Regions from separate parts of the Mus musculus genome. Here region 2 is linked to region 1. Evidence: chromatin contacts called from public HiChIP or PLAC-seq data. All regions are on one chromosome and are shown on one strand. The core of a region is the stretch at or near the end of the contact, and the rest is flanking DNA. Distances in the headings are between cores, read along the strand shown. Region 1 overlaps Ablim1 (actin-binding LIM protein 1). Region 2 overlaps Atrnl1 (attractin like 1).

Region 1 (6,441 bases), core at 2,995-5,494:
GCGCAACACCATGGGAGAGCAGCCGCATGAAGATTGTTCAATGCTTTAAAGGGGATTTTACAAATGGCTCGCCTGTCTAGTTTTATTTGTGTTTGTTTTCCTTTTGGATGAAAGGAGAGAGCCAACTCCAGACAGATAAAGTAACCTGAAATGCTAAGGGGCACCCAGTTAGTGCCCCAAACTGAGTTAAAGGAGACGGGCGGACAGGTGGCGAAGAGTTGCAGTTCCTTTGAGAATAAATAGAATTTTATTGTACAAAATAAAGCCTTCCTATACCTAAAGTTTGCTTCCAGAGTTTGCTAAGGCTAAAGAGAGATGAGGTCATCTTTAAAATTCTTTATTTTATCCTTCTGCTTCTGTTTATTGAAAGGACTTTACCAAGTAGTACACACACACACCAAAACAAAACACCCCTGCAGTTAGGGCCAAGTCTTTTAAATCTACTATCCCAAGTGTGTTTTCTTCTCTTTTTCAAAAAGCCATTGAAGTGGACTTAGATTCATGCCAGAGTTGAATAGAAACTAGGATTCCCACTTGCCCATGCCCATCCCCCTGACCCTGCCCAGCTTGCCCATCAATAAGCATGCCCAAGTGCTGTATTTGCTGTTACTGATAGCTTACATTGATCATCGCTGTGTCCACAGCTCACAGTGGAGTCCACTCTTGGTACCTGTACATTCTACAGGTCTAGACAAATTTCCAGTGAAATGTAGCTCTCATGACAGTCTTATGTAGAACAATCTCACGGCCATAAAAGCCCTGTATGCTATGCCCAGTCACCCCTCAATGTTATTTCTTGCCATAGGTGATGTTCACAGTATGGGATGCTTTGAGCCTAACTCTTTGTCAGTATCCCACGTGGTTTCAGCTTGTCTGTCGTTACAAATCTAATCCATCCCTTTCAGAGGCAAAGCGCCTTTTCTTAAGACCAGGAGTGGGTGACATAAGTCCTATAACAACATAATATAGTCCTCTTCTCCCTGTCCTCTCATCAGTTATTAAGAAATACCAAGGTCTGGCGGGTGACCAGGGACCAGAGAGTGGATTATGAATGCCCTGGGGCGGTATCTGAATTTGGTGCTTCCAGAATGGGCTTCGGGTACTGAGCTAATGCTCTAGCTTAGGCAGACCTTCTTCCTTCTCATCCTGAAAAATGTCACACATTTTCCATGCCAGATTGAACTTTCTTATAAAGTAGGAAGAAGACTTTGAAAGTACTCCCCACAATTTCTTTAGAAAGTTAGGCCCTTCTTTGTCTTTGCTTTTGTTTTTGTTTTTTTTTAAAGTAAAATCCCTGACTTCCCATGTTCCAAGAACTGTGCACAAATCAGAAGTGTAGACAAAGTATCGTACACACCGTTCACTCTGTTCCCATTACTCAACCAAGAAGAGCGTGTTGTCTGTACCCAGACACGCTTACCACATCCTCCAGAGGCTGGCCGCCTTCTATCACCACATTTACTTGAGCCACATTCGTTTGCTGTGTTTTATGAAATCTCACACTTACATCTTATTTCTTTCTGTATCTCTACAATGTTTTATTTGTCCTTTCTAGTCTTGATAGGCATCTGGGCAGCTTAAAAGTTCGGGCTGTTCTGAAGACAGTGCTGACACGGGCTCTCTCCATCCTTTCATGAATTCCAGACTTGTTTTCCTTGCAAACATACACAGCAGAAGGAAGAAGTGCTAGGCCATGGGGTGATGCCGTCAAACTGTTGTCCAAAGTGGGTTTGCTTTCTATTACCATTTTAATCCAAGAGGAATTTGGGGGAATTAAGGAAGAAGAATCATATTAGGAGTACTTTGCCAAATGGTTCCCCAAAGTGTTTTTCTAACCTCTGTGGAGTGAGTGATTTTTTTTTATGAAATTGTCTCTCAGTAAAATCACTGGTTTAATCCCATAAGGGATCCATTATCCTAGGACCTGCAGCCTGCCACAAGGCCAGCTTCTATTCCCCTTCACCCTCCTCCTGCTGCTAGCATCCTATGAGCTAGATGAAATGCAAATACCTCCCATTTCTAATTTCTAAAGTGACTTGAAATGATCAGGCAGGCAACTGCACTACTGCCTGGATCACATCATATCAGTGTCTGCAATGGATAGCCGCAGAAGTGTCTTCCAATTCAGGAGAAGGCACCCTGGGTGCCATGGGAGATGCAGCTGCAGGGAGCATCTGAGAACCTAGCAGCCTCGCTAAGCTCTAGTTTTGCTATTGTTGATCTTCAGCAACTTCTCCTATATTCGTTTTATTGGTCGGTCTGTCTATCTATCTATCTATCTATCTATCTATCTATCTATCTATCTATCTATCTATCTATCTATCTATCCATCCATCCATCCATCCATCCATCCATCCATCCATCCATCCATCCATCCATCCATCCATCCATCCATCTATCTATCTATCTATCTATCTATCTATCTATCTATCTATCTATCTTGATCTGAGGTAATCTCATTATATGATAGCTTTGGCCAGCCTACAACTCATTTTGTGGACCAGACTATCCTCAAACTTACAGAAATCCACCTGTCTCTGCTTCCTGAGTTCTGGGATTAAAGGCATGTACCACGGCATGCTATTAACTCATGGTGGTTACTTTTATTGTTAACAATAGTCTTTGCACTTGTTCTGTGGTGGAAAGTTCTAGAAAGCATGTTCATATCTTATCTACCCAACACCTGTTCATACACCTACTATGAGTTAGAAGAAGTCTCCAAAGCTATAGAGCTAGTGTGCAATTTTAAGGATGGTGGTGGCGGTGGCGGTGGTGGTGGTGGCGGTGGTAGTGGTGGTGGTGGTGATGATGATGATAGCCTTCTATTCCCTCAAAGTCAGATAGATAGATAGATAGATAGATAGATAGATAGATAGATAGATAGATAGATAGATAGATGGGTGGGTGGGTGGGTGGGTGGGTGGGTGGGTGGGTGGGTGGGATGGATGGATGGATGGATGGATGGATGGATGGATGGATGGATAGATAGATAGATAGATAGATAGATAGATAGATAGATAGATAGATAGATAATAGATGGCTGTCTGGATGGACAGACAGGTAGATAGATAAATAGCACATACAAACACTGTTAGGTTGGATTGAGGACTAAGCCATTTTTATTCTGCTTAGCCTGCCCAAGAACACCTCAGGCTACTAAAAGCTGTCTGTCCCATGATGCTAAAAGGTTGTAAAAGCATTCATTCCACCAAGCTCGCTAGGTTAGTGCATCTATAAAGGGAATGCTAACTATTTATTAATGTTATAAATTTGTCTCTGAACAATGTGACACAAAGAAACTAGGCCTCTAGTGCCCTGTTGGGCATTTTTCTTCTTCTAAACACTCAAACTCTAAGATTAATTTTATGTATCCATTTATGTTGACACAGGGTCTTGCTGTGTAGCCCTGGCTGACCTGGTACTTATTATGTGGACCAGGATGGCCTTGAACTCACAGAGCCCCCTGCCTGCCTCTGCTCCTGACTGCTGGGATTAAAGGCCTGTGTCACCAATGCTGAAATGAATTTAAAAGGTGTCTCTTCAGGGACTCGCACTGATGATAGCGAGCTTTGGAATCCAAGGGGGTGTTGCTGTGTACACTGAGCAGGAGGCTACGGCGGTTCCTGGGACTCTGCTTTTGGTAAATGTTAGTGTGGTTCCAGGAAAGGAGCCACGAAACCTAGGCCCCTTTCCTAACTCAGTCGCTACCCTACATTCAAGGTCAAAGGTTTCATGGCCTTTATTATTATTATTTTTTAACAGCAGAAGACATTTACTTTTAAGCTCAGCATTTTGAAATCTAAGCCAAATTGGTTCATATCTTTGTGTCTTGTGCAAGTGCAAAAACTAAAGGTTTCTGGTTACTTATGATCTCATTTCTGGTTCCCTTTCCAGCACAAGAACCGTGAGTAGTCAGACTGTGGAGTCCCAGCAACCTGAGGGTCCTCTTGGAATCAAGGTTTCTCTCCTGGTTAAAGAGAAACAATTGCTGGACGGAGCCCAGGAGCCATGTGCTACAATTGTTGCATTTGGTTAAAAGAGGCTTCCGGCAGGTGTAGGACAGACAGAGGAACAAGTCTCCTTTATTTAATCTCAGCGATAGCTTTTTAAACGGTGGCACACCTTTGAAGGTGGACTTTTAAGATTTTTAAATATTTAAACTTGTCACACAATGTACAGCCAATAGGTGGCCCTGTAATGACTGGGTGTGGACCTGTTTGTCAACTGCTTTTCTTTGCCAAGCTGCTATCTCGAAAGTACATTCCAATTCTGTGACATCCATGTTGCAAACAGTCTCCCGGGAATCACAAGCGTCTCCGACCACCCTGGTCTTTTTCCTCTCTGCCTCTCTACTCTACCCAGCCTGGAGGGCTTCATAACAACCACACTCTCCATAGAACAGCCTGGCTGAGGAGCTGTGTGACACCTTCCAAGTTATTTCCATTAAAACCATTCCACTGAGCTCTTCAGAGTGGAGGACAGATGGTTCGGTTCTTGGCTGCCTACCGAATACTATCAGACTAAAAATATTTTGTCTTCGTCCCCAGGGTTGGAGGAGCCTTCAGGGCGGGAACCAAGACTGGAGAGTCAGAAAAACACAGCTTGCTTTTAAAAACATCCTCCCCTGATATCCTCTCCCACTGCGACCAGACTTTCATCCCTGTTCACAAACAACTTGCTGCACGCACTCTGCAGATCCCACAGTTCTCTGGGAGCGGGAGGGAGCTCCTAGCAGCCACTGGCTCTCAGTTCCAATTGTTAGGAGGAAGAAATAACTGGGGGTGGGGGGGGGGGGGTTAAGCAAGTTGAAGAAGGAAGGGGCGTGGATGATCGGAGTCAGGATCCTTGGAGCTTCTTGGTGATGCCCCAAGGAGCAGTAAAGCTAAGCAAGGTTCACCTTTGGATGACAATGGACAATGGAGGAAACAGACTCAATTCACATTCCAGACTTCTACAATGCTGGGTGGGGTCGGTCCAGCTTCAAGTCCTCTGGATTCCTCTGGAAGAGCAGGACTTGGGGATGAGGCCAGGAGCAGCTACACAAGTGGCTATCCCGACCCTCCACCTGCTACAACAGACCCAGGAGACAAGGGGACATTCCAGAGGTGAAACAGTGGCCTACCGGATCCTGACACCCAGAGACAGCTCAAGCCACATCATGGCCCAGTGCGTTGGGAGCTCTGGCTTCCATTGTGTGTAGTGATGTAGCACTATAAACTTTCACCCTGGGGTGAGAGAGGCCTGCACTGTGCCCACAGGCACGAGACCATCTGACTTCTGAAGTAAATACATCTTACCGTAAAGTGACAGGCACACAGTCAATGCCCGGTATTGTCCCATGACACAAAGACGGTGAAAGCCCAGAGAAGGAGTTACCCTACAGGAAGTGCAGGTGAGGCCTTGGGACGATGCTCCTTCCCTGATGCTCAGCAGCCTGGATGCAGAAGCCCCTAACAGATGACAGTTGGTGGCTCAGTGGTTAAGAGCACTGGCTGCTCTTCCCAAGCACCTGGGTTCGATTCCCAGCAACCACATGGTGCCTCACCATGCACACCAACTCCACTGCACCCCACTATGCTAAAATGTTTGTTCCCACATGTGAGAAGAACATGTCACTAATACAACCTGTTGCAGGGGATGGCCATGATAGTAAAGAGAGCACAGTATCTAAGAGGCCTAGGTCAACGATGTGTGAGCCTTTTCTTAGGCTTGTTTGTAGCATTTGACAGTTGAACTTGAGGCCCCAAGAAAAGTTCTATGTCTGTGAGAAACAATAAAGCGAATAAATGGTATGATTTGATGTCTATGCTTACAGTCAATGTAAATTAAATGAAGATACACTATGGGCAGAGTGGGTTTACACTATCCCTGAGCCAGCGGCTGCATCACGTAATTGAAAATCCCACAGACCACACACACCTACGGCAGTAGCAACCGCTGGTATTTAGACCTTTATCCTTCAGCCTAAGTAGTATTTTCACATCTCTCCTTGCTGTGGTTTGAATAGAAATGGCCCCACAGGCCCGTGTGTTTAAAAGTTGGTCCCCACCAACTGCTGCTGCTACTGCTGTTTGGGAAGGTTTCAGAGCCTTTAAGGAGGCGGAGCCTGGATTGGGCTTTGAGTCACTTCCTGTTCTCTTTCTCTCTGTTTCCTGAGCGTAGATGAAATACGACCGACCAGTCAGCTTCCTACCCCTACCACTGTGCCTTCTTTGCCTTGTGCCTTGTCCACTATGTCCTTCTCCCCCTGAAGCCATAAGCCAGAATGAGCCCTTCTCACGGATGCTGCTTTTTGTTGGGCTATTTTAAAAAAATATTTATTTAGTTATTTATTCTTTGTATGTGAGTACACTGTCACTCTCACCAGAAGAGAGCATCAGATCTCATGACAGATGGTTGTGAGCCACCATGTGGTTGCTGGGTATTGAAATCAGGACCTCT
Region 2 (6,046 bases), core at 1,784-4,283, 530 kb after region 1:
TCTCACGATTTGCATGAGCAAAATGAGTTTTAGTTGCTCGAGGGGAGAGCCCTTCAAAAAAGATTCAGAAACTCACTGTAGAAATCAGACCAAATGTGTGGAAATGTAAGAAAGTCTGAGAGAGTGTGACACAGCACTGCCACTGTCAGCCACTGCACTGTGGTGTGAGCACAGCACTGCCACTGTCAGCCACTGCACTGTGGTGTGAACACAGCACTGCCACTGTCAGCCACTGCACTGTGGTGTGAGCACAGCACTGCTACTGTCAGCCACTGCACTGTGGTGTGAGCACAGCACTGCCACTGTCAGCCACTGCACTGTGGTGTGAACACAGCACTGCCACTGTCAGCCACTGCACTATGGTGTGAGCACTGCACTGCCACTGTCAGCCACTGCGCTGTGGTGTGAGCACAGCACTGCCACTGTCAGCCACTGCACTGTGGTGTGAACACAGCACTGCCACTGTCAGCCACTGCACTATGGTGTGAGCACTGCACTGCCACTGTCAGCCACTGCCCTGTGTTATGGTCACAACACTGCCACTGTCAGCCATTGCACTGTGGTGTGAGCACTGCACTCCCACTGCCAGCCGTTGCACTGTGGTGTGAGCACAGCACTGCCACTATTAGCCATTGCACTATAGTGTGAGCACAGCACTGCCACTGCCAGCCACTGCACTGTGGTGTGAGCACAGCACTGCCACTGCCAGCCACTGCACTGTGGTGTGAGCACAGCACTGCTACTGTCAATCATAGCACTGCAGTGTGCCTATCTTTAACTATTAAGATAGCAGCATATTATTTTATGAAGTTGTGCTAAATTATTCCCATGAGAATTTTCCCCTACCTCTTTGCCCATATTTGATATGGTCAGCATTTTGGGTGCAAAGAGATATGTTATTGTCCATTTATTTTGCAGTGACTTGGCATTACTGTACTTGGTTTTAACATATTTAGGAAAAAGAATCTCATAGTCTTAAGAAAATTTAATGTTACTAGTTAGAGGGATAAGAGAATGAGAATTCTGAAAGAGCAGAAATGAGAGCAGGCCCCTTGTGGCCGACGGCTGAGAGTACAACTGATCGTCCTTCGTCTGAAGTTGACATCTTGCTTGGTAAGCATAGCCCAGGCTTAGTGAGTGGAAGGGTTATGTTGGGGCTACGGTGAACTTACTCTGACTTGCTCTGAAATGTTTTATGGGAAGCTGAGGAAAGCTGTTCATGGGAGTGTCTCACTCTAGGTGTTTGCTTAAAAAAATGGCGGAGAGGAAGCTGGGGGAAGCTTTTGGTGGCTAGATGCTGCTGTCCATGATGTGTGGTTGTAGTAATTTACTGCTGGCAAAGCCACACGGGATGCATGAACAGTGGAACTAGGAAGCAAAATCCTTTTCTCCCAGAGTCTCTTCCAGGGCACTCTGTGAACAAATCATGCCAGCTGACTATAAAACTCCTCGCCATCTGGCAAAGAAAAACGATTTGAAGGGTCCGGGTCTATTTTAACGCAGTAGGCAAATGGATGAATGGGAGGTGAGAAGGTACCAGATGGGTGACTGGTACAGCGCACCCCGTAGAGATGCAGCCTCTGGGGGAGCCTTTTGAACGTATTTGACTCCCCAGTAACAACCTGAATCTCTGTGTTTACCCACGAAGACACACTTCTTACAAGTAAAGAGCCATTTACTTTTGCCGCAAAAGCAAGAGAAAGCGTGGTCCCCAAAGGCGCTGTATTGACCGTCGCTTGTATGGATCCTGTCTTTTGTTCTCTCTCAGCCACAGCGAGTGATCAGTCTAGCTGTAAAATTAGCTTCTGACTGCTTGTGTGCAAAATACAGCTGTGAGAAAGAGTGATATGTACATACACACACACATGCGCACAAACCCACGCACACATATGCATACACACACACACACACACACACACACACACACACTGAAGCTAAGCCAACCTTTAGAAGACCACGGCTTCTTATGTTATGGTTTTGTCCTTTTCCACCTACCCACTAGAAATTGCTTGGTGGAATGGCCTGGCTCAAACACAGATCTGGATTTCTCAGTTATCCTGGTGTAGTTGGGAAGTTACTGTCATTTGTGCTTGATTTCTACTGGAATCTGTCCCCCTAGCGTCTTAATTTCGATTATTGTACTTTTCAGTAACAAAAATTTTCAGAAATATCCTAACTGCTACCATTTTTATTTATACTTTTGAGTTAATTATTTCCAATGTAAACATTTTTCTTTTTAAACTTAGCATATATATATATATATATATATATATATATATATATATATATATATATAATGAATACATTGTATGATAGTCATGGAGAATTTTGATTCAGGCTTATTGTTTGTAGCTTCCTTTTTTGTATCTTGCTTTTGATACTTAATTATCTTTCAACAGTCATACATTTCACTTAAAAACAAAAACTCTTGGTGGCTGTAACTTGAAGCCTGGGATATGTATGGTTCTTAGCATCCGATTAAGCCGGCTGTAAGCCTTGGAACTTTCTGTTGCCCGGAAGACTCGTGCTCTCAGGCTTACCCCCTGCTTTTGTGTTAGTTGGGGTTTCTAGGGAACAGAGCTGATAGAATGAGCGAATATTCATCTCTATGTTAGTACTCAGCAGTCCAGCCTTGGCTGTTTCTAATTGGGAAGATCAGTGCATGAGATGGGAGTCCGGTGCTGGAGTCCAAGGGAGCGCCTAGAGATCTATCACTTTTCAATCCAATTCTCAATACGATCTTGGAGAAATGGGTTCTGACACCAGAGAGGGAAAGGGCCAGGGCAGATGAGCTTGCCAGTGAGAGGGAGAGCCAGCAAACGGAAAGCATGAGTTTCCTTCTTTCAGGTCCTTTGTGTGCCCTGCCACCACAAGGTGTGACCCATTGAGGGTGGGCCTTCTGACCTCAGATGGACTTAGGGTGGGTCTTCCACTTCAAATAATCCAGCCAAGAAAAGTCCCTCACAGGTGCTCCAGGGGCGTGGCTTTAGTCACTTCAGGATGTAGTTAAGTTGGCAACCAAGATGAGTCATCAGAGCGCTGGTACACCATTACTCAAAGAACAAGTCATTGTTCCCAGGTCAAAAGTACCATGTGGCACACTGACGTGCCTTTCTGCTGCGGGCTTTGCTTCCCGTTCTTGTCTTGTCATTCCTCCGTCCGGACTCTCAAGCACACACTTTATTTATTTATTTATTTATTTATTTATTTTGGTAGTTTCTGTAGATTAGAGAAATCTCTAGCCCCCAAACAGCCTTTTGTGCCTGGCTTCTCTCAAAGTATCTATGACTTCTGGGTCTTAGCTTGGTCACTAGATATAGTTGCTGATCAGACTTGGAGTATCTCAAAATTATTTCACTTTTAAAGTTGGTATGGGGGGTGTCTGTCTGGATTACCTCATCCGCTATCATTGGAAGTGAAAAATTAGAATAAGTTAACTGGCCTGTTATTTAAGCTGTACTTTGTTTTTCTCATCTGTCGTATGGAATTGCTAAGTATTTTACAGGGATTTCGAGGTTTCAGAATAAAGTCATGTATTATCCACTTAGAGTAATACTGGTTAGATAGAATGTGTTTGTTATCTTGAGAATATAGAGCTTTGTCTATAGCTCATCAATTTTTTTCCAAGCATAAATTTGCATTTTTATTACCAAGACCATTTGTAGGAATTGTGGAAGTCTTTCAGATAACGTTAACATTGGCTGGCTTGTCAACCTTGTTTATCTCCTAATGTTTTCAAGGCTCCATATACTACATGGAAAACTTAATTTTATTTAAGAGTAGATTATGACCCTGATATCAGGGGGTATATACATATGTCTGTTCGTGTGACTACAAAAAGCCGGTTATCTGTGAAGTGTGTATGTATGTATGTATGTATGTATGTATGTATATACATCTATGTATATATATATATATATATATATACGAAGGCTAAATGAAAATTTAAATTATGAACCTGTTAAGTAATTTGTCTAGAAGTTAGGTGCATCTAGATTTTTGTCTTTAATATTTTAAGATTCTGAAAAAAAGTTTTTCGAATTGTTTAAGTATAGATAGAAAAATTAGACTTACTCTTATTTCTAAAATTGGCAGAGATTGTGTAGAAGTATAAATTAGTCAAGAGAAGTTGATAAAAATGGGCATAGGACTGTGACGTATCTTACGGCTGCTTAATGGTTGTGGCGCACTGAAATCACGTGCAGCAGTCACCCCCCCCCCCAAGTCACGTGCACCGTTGCTCCCAGACGCAACCCTGTGTCCCCCCCCCCTCCCCCCCCGGCGCCATTCAGAGGCCATTTGATTGTCCTTTCGCTAGAGCCTTATTTTAGTGAAGATAAATTTTAACCTCGTCAACATTTTGTCAACACAGAACCCGTCAGGGAAATGTTCAGCCTTCCCCTGACTTTTCCTATGCTGTCAGTTGAAACAGCCGTGCTTTATCCAATTTGAGGAGATTTAGACAATTTCTTTTCATTTGTAGGGACAAAATTGTTTTAGATTGTCAATATAGCCTCCAATTTGTAACTGTTAGGTCTCGTTGTTTTGGCCTAATGCTTTGAATTTTTCTCCCACTATTGCATGCTTTCATGCTACCTTAAGGTAACCGTTTTCCTGATTTTTCTTTTTTAGGTTAACAGAACCTTCTGGATATTTAACAGATGGACCAATTAACTATAAATATAAAACAAAGTGTACATGGCTAATTGAAGGCTAGTAAGTATACGATTTGGGCTCAACACATTGATTTTTATCCTGAGATGCTAAAGCAAATGTCTGATGCAAACGTGTCGGGTAAAATCATTAGCTATATGTTTCATTTCCTTGCTTATTATTGGAGCATATGCATAATATTTATGGAGTTTAAAAATGTAAACCATAGTGTCTTCCCTTAATGGTATAATAGTAAATATGTATTTTGTTTTTGAATTATATTTATTGCCAGACCAAACACATTAGGCCATATGGCTTTTAAGAAATATCTTGTTGGGAAGTTTACGTATTCTGCAGAAACTATAACAGTAGTCCACGCTGGCCTATGCCACTGGTTAATGTTTTCAGCATTTTAGTACAATTTAGTTCAACAAACTTTGTTGTGCTAAGGATCTTTTAAGAATATTTTCATAATGTTTTGTGGAAGGGATTGGTTATCGACCTCGGGTCCTTTTCACAATGAGGGTTTCTAGCTACTTAAACTTTATTATGCATTGGTAGGGACGCTTTGGTTCTATTTTATGACTGTATTTGGAAGGGCATGCTTTTCAGGTTACTTTAAAAGTCTCTTTAGAACCACAGCAGCTACTTCTGCTCCTTACCTGTAGTCTTACTTTGCTCTTTGGAGTGTATCACCATTGAGAAAAAAAAAAAAATCGAAAGAGCCGAGTGCCTCCACTTAAAGGTCCTGTTTCAATGAAACTCGTTGCTTCTGCGTGTTGAATTTTTGTAACTAGCTTTATGCAAGTACAAATTGATGTGAGAGAACGTATTCATGCTAGTATGTAATTTAATATGGTTTCATTAAAAAATCATGAAGTATATAACTTCTGCCTTAATCAAGTATATAACATCTGACTTTTATTGCTGACTGAATTTTTAAGAAAAAGATTATGTGTTTTCAAACCTGTATTTTGACATCATATCAGTTTTTCCCTAGTGATTTAACAATTCGTAGAAAAATATCTGAAATAGATTTTAAATAAATTATGATGTCTAATTCTAAAAACATTATTTTATATATGATATCTGAATTTAGAGATACTTTTTCTTCTTTCAGTCCAAATGCAGTGCTAAGGTTAAGATTCAATCATTTTGCTACAGAATGCAGCTGGGATCATATGTATGTTTATGATGGAGATTCTATATACGCACCTTTAGTAGCTGTACTTAGGTGAGTAATTCTAATTACCTGATGAGTTTATTGACAGCTGTAGCGAAGTAAACAGCTGTGTAGGTTTTTTTATTTGAAGTCCAACCTATCGCCTTATGCTCTAATTTATGGTGGTTGTTGATGACTGGATTTCAAGAACTGTTTTAAAAAATACCCTTT

What was found. HiChIP or PLAC-seq counts read pairs in DNA pulled down with a chosen protein or histone mark.
Region 2: a contact with region 1 is called in a FOXA1 HiChIP or PLAC-seq map of pancreatic cancer cells. The contact joins two enhancer-like sites. A contact is called at or near these places in 1 of 39 promoter capture datasets (the C10 cell line), 1 of 484 Hi-C or Micro-C datasets (cumulus cells), 8 of 115 datasets of contacts at active chromatin or transcription factors (astrocytes, craniofacial prominence, embryonic forebrain and 5 more) and 1 of 9 other capture datasets (embryonic stem cells).

The regions. Positions count from the first base shown.
Region 1 is chr19:57,094,132-57,100,572 of GRCm38.p6, forward strand. The region is part of intron 6 of Ablim1 (actin-binding LIM protein 1); the gene reads right to left. Among named protein-coding and RNA genes, the nearest start is that of Afap1l2, 89 kb to the left of the region's middle. Within about 2 kb of position 4,245, at least 88 of the 459 cell types and tissues checked have an H3K27ac peak or open chromatin away from gene starts, as enhancers often do. A contact at or near this core is called in pancreatic cancer cells, where this site is marked.
Region 2 is chr19:57,624,453-57,630,498 of GRCm38.p6, forward strand. Atrnl1 (attractin like 1) reads left to right here. Exons shown (of 29, transcript NM_181415.4): 2 at 4,633-4,716; 3 at 5,774-5,887. Among named protein-coding and RNA genes, the nearest start is that of Atrnl1, 16 kb to the left of the region's middle. Within about 2 kb of position 3,034, at least 25 of the 459 cell types and tissues checked have an H3K27ac peak or open chromatin away from gene starts, as enhancers often do. A contact at or near this core is called in pancreatic cancer cells, where this site is marked.